Linked DNA regions of Mus musculus: region 1 is linked to region 2. Evidence: chromatin contacts called from public promoter capture Hi-C data. All regions are on one chromosome and are shown on one strand. The core of a region is the stretch at or near the end of the contact, and the rest is flanking DNA. Distances in the headings are between cores, read along the strand shown. Region 1 overlaps Mrvi1 (MRV integration site 1). Region 2 has its middle 8.3 kb from the start of Gm39068.

Region 1 (2,700 bases), core at 133-2,632, 180 kb before region 2:
TAAACAGAAAAAGCAGAACATCTCATTATATATTTTCTTTGCTAGCGATTTCTTCCAGCTTTCTTGCCTCTGACTGGCTAGCTGATGAATTCTCCTCTGTGTGTGGTCAAGGTTATAACATTTCCATTCTACTTTGTAACCAGTTTTCACAGTTGTCCAGTTGTGCACCCGAATAAAAGGGTTTCATGCTTACTGCCAGTTCCCTCCTTGTGGCTAACCATCCTTAAGCATTTTTATTTTGATTTATGTTTTATTTAGTTGGACTTCATTATCTAGTAGTTTTCCTGGGAAGCACTGGAAGTATTCTGTGTCCTGAGTTCTAGCATATTTGAAAACATCTTATTTATCAATAGCCTGCATAACTATAACATTATTGGCTAATTCATTTCTATGAAATGTTTCCCAATTGTTTTCAGCATTGTAGAGATACCCAAGACCTCTTATTTACTGTGTCCCTTAACCTTTATATTCCCTGCATGTGTATTTTCTTTCCTGTTAGGAATAAGAACAGTAGCATTTCTTTATAGACATGCCTTGAGAAGAAAAGAAAAGAAAACAAAACAAAAGAAAACAAAAGAAGGAAAAACAAAAGAATGGAAAGAAAAGCTTCAGATGTATAGTTAACCTCCAAGTTCAACTCTTCCCTCCACTAAGGACAAGTTTTCTTCTATTATGTCTTTGAATATATTATTTGTTCAATGAAAGGGTCGATAGAACTCAACTTAGAACCTTCCTTCTTCAATCTTTCTTTTCCTCTTTATATTCTTTATGATCATTCAATCTATCTGGTCCACCTTACTAATTCATGTAAAACTGTGCGTGTTATATGTCCTCATTTTTAAAAAACAACCTGACCAGTTCTGTTTTTTCAATCTCTTATTCATTCCATTCTTGGTCTTTAATTTTTTTCCTTAAATAGAATCCTTGTCCATTATGTGTGATCTTCTTTTCTTGTCCTGATTTCTTATTCTCATTTTTTTCAGATTCTAATTTCCCCTAGAGTTAAGCAGTTACTGTATATATTTTGCACAGAAATGCAGTTTTTCTTTTTCCCCTATGTTCCCTGCATCTATGTGTCCATCCGTACATCTGCCTCCTGTGTTTCCATTCTTCCTTCCTTTCTACCTTCCGTCTTTCCTTCCTCTTTTCACTCTAGTATTTTTGTCTAGCTGCCATGTCATTGGTTTCCATTTCATCTGTTTGTGACTGGACATTTCCACCGGGATCTCCTCCTTCCTTGAATGTGTTGGGGGAGGAGGGTTGGTTTTCATTCACTCCCTCCTGCCACATCTGAGATCTCTTTGTCTTCTTCTCTCAGTACTGAGGACTGGGTGCTCATGGGTACTTCTTTGCTGCTTGAGTGGGAGGAAAGAGGAAGTTCAGACAAAGCTGTTAACAGCAGCATTTGTAGGCTTTCTGCTTCTTTTCTATAACTTTGTTCAGAGTCCAAAACTGGAGTTTATTATGGCAAATTGAGATATTTCTGTTCCTCCAGCTGGGGATTAGTGAGATTTGGAGCACCAGTTTAGGATGGAATTGTATCAAGAGTCTGTCCAGATGTTTATTGTCTAGACTTGACCCACCCCTTACCAAGAGCCATTCATTCTTCAGCCAGGCAAAGGAAGAAAAGGTAGACGAAATCAAGGACTTTAGCCACTGTGCTATTCTCTAACGTGGTTCGTGTGGAGCTTAAGTTGGAGCTCTCCATACGGCTCCTGCTACATCCGAAGAGCTTGCTTTATTTGTTTAGTTGTTTTCAATCTTCCCTTCTGGTGAGCTCCTACATATTATACAGGTAATTCTGATACAATACCAATACTCATTCCTCCTTTCTTCTCTCCTCCTTCTTGGCAGGGAAAGCTAAATGCCAATACAGGCAGCACTTTCTCTTTCTCTTCTTGGCAGTGTTGGTGTGGTAGGGTGTAGGACTTTCTAGAGAAACTTTCTTTCTGACGTTCCTCTGCAGGCTGCCTACTCATTCTATCTACTCTTTCTTGTTCTGTGCTCTTATATTCTTAGAAACTTCCTTATCCAGAATCCATTTTTGTTTTTAAAAAGACAGGGTTTCTCAGTGTAGCCCTGGCTGTCCCAGAACTCATTCTGTGACTAGACTGGCATTGAACTCAGAGATCCCTCCTGAGTGCTGGTATTAAAGGCATGCACCATCACCTCCTGTCAACATTTATTTTTTTTTAATATTTTGTTTGTATGAGTGTTTTGTCTGCATGTGTGTCTGTGTACTACATGCACACCTGATGCTTGAGGAGGTGGTGAGCCCCCACATGGGTGCTGAGAATTGAACCCAGTTCCTTTGCAAGAACAAGTGCTCTTAACCACTGAGCCAACTCTCCACCCCCAGAATCCACTCTTAGGCCAGGTGTTGAGATGCATGCTTGTAATCCCAGAATGCAAGAGGCTGAGACAAGAGGACCAGTACAAGCTAAAGGCTGGCTTGGACAATATAGTGGCACCCTGACTCAAAGCAAACAAACTCAATAAAACCCCTGTTCTTGGAGGGAGGAAGAAAGAGGAATCAAAGGTGGGGGTACCCCATTTATTTCTAGGAAATTCTGTTTTTAGCCATTATTATTATTATTTTCAGTACTTTATTTTTCTGTATTTAATCATTGTTGGCACATATATAATTGATAATATGATTTTTGGTTGTTAATTAGTTGCATTCAGGGAAAGGGTATTTGG
Region 2 (2,700 bases), core at 148-2,647:
AGAGTCTTAAGGTTTCAAAAAGCCCATCCGATGAGCCCAGGGTCTCTCTCTCTTCCTGCTGCCTACAGATTCACGTAGCTCAGCTCTCGGCTACCTCTCCAGCACCACCATGTCTGCCTGCACGCCATGATTTCCACCATGACAATAACGGGCTAGACCTCTGAAATGGTCTTTTTATAGGTCTATGCTTTCTTTTTATAGAGTTGCTGCGGTCATGGTGCCTCTTCAGAGCAGCAGCTGGCAGCAGGGTCTCTTGTCACTGACAGCTTCTAGGGTTTCTCCTCTCTCTGCCTCACCTCTTCTCAAAGGCACGCTGGGATTACAGATGGGCACTACTGAGTCCAGTCGACTGGGGACTGACACAGGTCCTCATGCTTGCACGGCAAGCACTTTACCCACTGAGCTGTCAGCTGCTCCTTTCCCTCCTTAAGCTGCTCTTGTCAAGTATTTTACCACAGCAAAGAGAACAGTGTCTAACTTACTGCCTGCAACTTCATTCCTTACTGAGTCATAAACAGCCTGCTGCCAGCCCAGCCCAGAAACGTGAGCGCACCCTCACCTCTCCTGCAGAAGCCAGTCATGCCTCCTTCCCCCAAATCCATTTCCCTCATCTGCAAAGTGTGGAAGATGGCATGAGAAAGAACACCGAGGCCCAGGCTCTGGACACGCCTCTTAGATGTGCGGTTTCTGTAAGGGCTCAGAGTTTTCTTAAATGGATCTGTAAAAATAGCTTTTATTCCCAATTACACATTTGTTTTAATATACACATAAACGGAGGTAGCATTTTACTGCGGTGATCATGTCCCATTGATGCTCCAGGGACATGGCCTGTTCAGTCCTAAATACTCATCTGGCCATACCCAGCTACTAGCAGACCGCCTAATGTCCTTTGTGTGAGAGATGGAGGCTGCAGCATTAGCATCTCAGGCCAGGGCCCCAGGGGTCCATGCTGCAGAGTTCAGCTGCCAGCTGCCTGAAGCTCCACAGCAGGCCACAAAATCCTGGGCTCCAGAGAGGTCCCCTTCCTGGACCTCAAACTGTCTTTCCCCATAGCACTTATCCTCTGGAGTCACATGAGAGGAAACCTGAGAATTGAAACTCCCTGCTGTGAGGACTCACAGAGGAACAGCCTGGCCGCCGACCTCCATAAGTAGTCCCTGGCTGCTTTGAGAACTCAGCATGCTGTGTTCATGGCTGTCCCCTGAGATAGGTTGCTGGTTTCTCTCCTTGTTCCCAGAGCAGAGGCCTGGGCAGGTCCTCAGGGTCAAGGCTGGGGCAGAGGTCTCACTCCCTTTGCTCTTTGCTTTGCTCTCTCTGCCTCCATCCTGGGCCAGAGTCCTTTTTTGTCTCCCTGACCTTGTCCCTGCCCTGGTCCTCATTACTCTCTGCCCTGTGGTGTTACAAGATTCCCTCCTTGGTTTCCATCCCCCTCCACCCTCTGGTTTCCTGTCAGTAAACACAATCCATTCTGGAGTGTAACAACAGGCCAGTATCCCAAATGGACAAGGGCCCCTGAGGACAGGCAGTGGAGCTGGCTATAGCTTCTAAGTTTCCAGTCAGGCCTGGATGGTCCCCCTACTGAACTAAAGACACTATCCGCATCTAGTCTGGACTATGCCTTGTGTGAGATTCTAGGGGGACAGCTTCGGGAAACACACAGCATGGCCCAGTCCCCGAGAGGAGGCAGGTCCAAGAAGCTGAAATTATCATGGTCAGCTGCACACCAAGGCACCTGGAGAATGGACAAGGGGAAGGGAAGGAAAGAAAGGAGAGAGGAAGAAATCAGGGTGGCCACCCTGCTATGACCTTGACTCTCCAACATCTCTCTGTGGTATCAATTTCTGATTTGAAGAGAAACTCCCAGTCACAAGATCAACAGAGTTCACTTGAGTTCTAGACAGGGAGAGGGATGCGAACAAGACAAGATGAATCCCAAAACTCAGGGACAGCAAGTCCAAGACAGAGATGTCTGTGGATATTTATAAGTGAGAACTGTAACTGATGTGTAGAAACTCAGAGACCCACCCGAGCATCCCACAAAGCAAGCTACTTCCCTAGCCTGTACCCTTGATCCTAGGGGAAGTGAGGCGGTGCCCGAAGAGCTCCTACTCTAAGTCTTAGATAGTTACCTAACAGATGTCTTTGTATAGACCTCATCCGTAAGCAAATTTGATGGCTAGAGTGGTAGTGCACACCCGTGAACCCCAGCGCTGGAGACGCAGAGGCAGAGGATTGATGGTTTCAGGCTAGCTTGGAAAACAAAGCAACAACCCTGTCTCGACAACAAAATAAAAACACCACAGATTTTGGCCTATGTCTATAGACTTAGTCCTTAGGATGCTGAGGCAGCAAGATCATTTGACTCTAGGATAGCAGTACACGCCTGGGAAACACAGGGAAACTGTCTCAAACAAACAAGAGAGACAATAAAATCAGAGCTTAGTTAACTGAGACCCTTGGTGCCTGTAGCCTGCTGTGCTTGCATGTGGTCCAAAATATGCTAGGGTAGCTGAGAGGTCAGCTGAGAGGTCAGTCCTTTATGAGGCGGGACCTAGCAGGAGACTCTTAGGTCTCTGGGGAAGCTGCCCTTATAAGAGATTAAGGTAGGTCTTATGGGGCCCCTGGGGTCTCGAGAGAGTTACGCGAATGAGCCTGAGGCCCGCATGGTGGTTCACACCTGGATTCCTAGCACTCAAGAAG

What was found. Promoter capture Hi-C pulls out the DNA fragments that hold promoters and counts their contacts.
Region 1: a promoter capture Hi-C map of pre-B cells shows a contact between it and region 2, with 2.5 times the contacts expected there. The contact joins two enhancer-like sites. A contact is called at or near these places in 3 of 39 promoter capture datasets (the HPC-7 cell line, pre-B cells and second pharyngeal arch cranial neural crest), 1 of 115 datasets of contacts at active chromatin or transcription factors (bone marrow-derived macrophages) and 1 of 9 other capture datasets (embryonic stem cells).

The regions. Positions count from the first base shown.
Region 1 is chr7:110,907,368-110,910,067 of GRCm38.p6, reverse strand. The region is part of intron 10 of Mrvi1 (MRV integration site 1); the gene reads left to right. Among named protein-coding and RNA genes, the nearest start is that of Gm16336, 3.7 kb to the right of the region's middle. Within about 2 kb of position 1,382, at least 29 of the 459 cell types and tissues checked have an H3K27ac peak or open chromatin away from gene starts, as enhancers often do. A contact at or near this core is called in pre-B cells, where this site is marked.
Region 2 is chr7:110,730,013-110,732,712 of GRCm38.p6, reverse strand. No RefSeq gene overlaps it. Among named protein-coding and RNA genes, the nearest start is that of Gm39068, 8.3 kb to the left of the region's middle. Within about 2 kb of position 1,397, at least 38 of the 459 cell types and tissues checked have an H3K27ac peak or open chromatin away from gene starts, as enhancers often do. A contact at or near this core is called in pre-B cells, where this site is marked.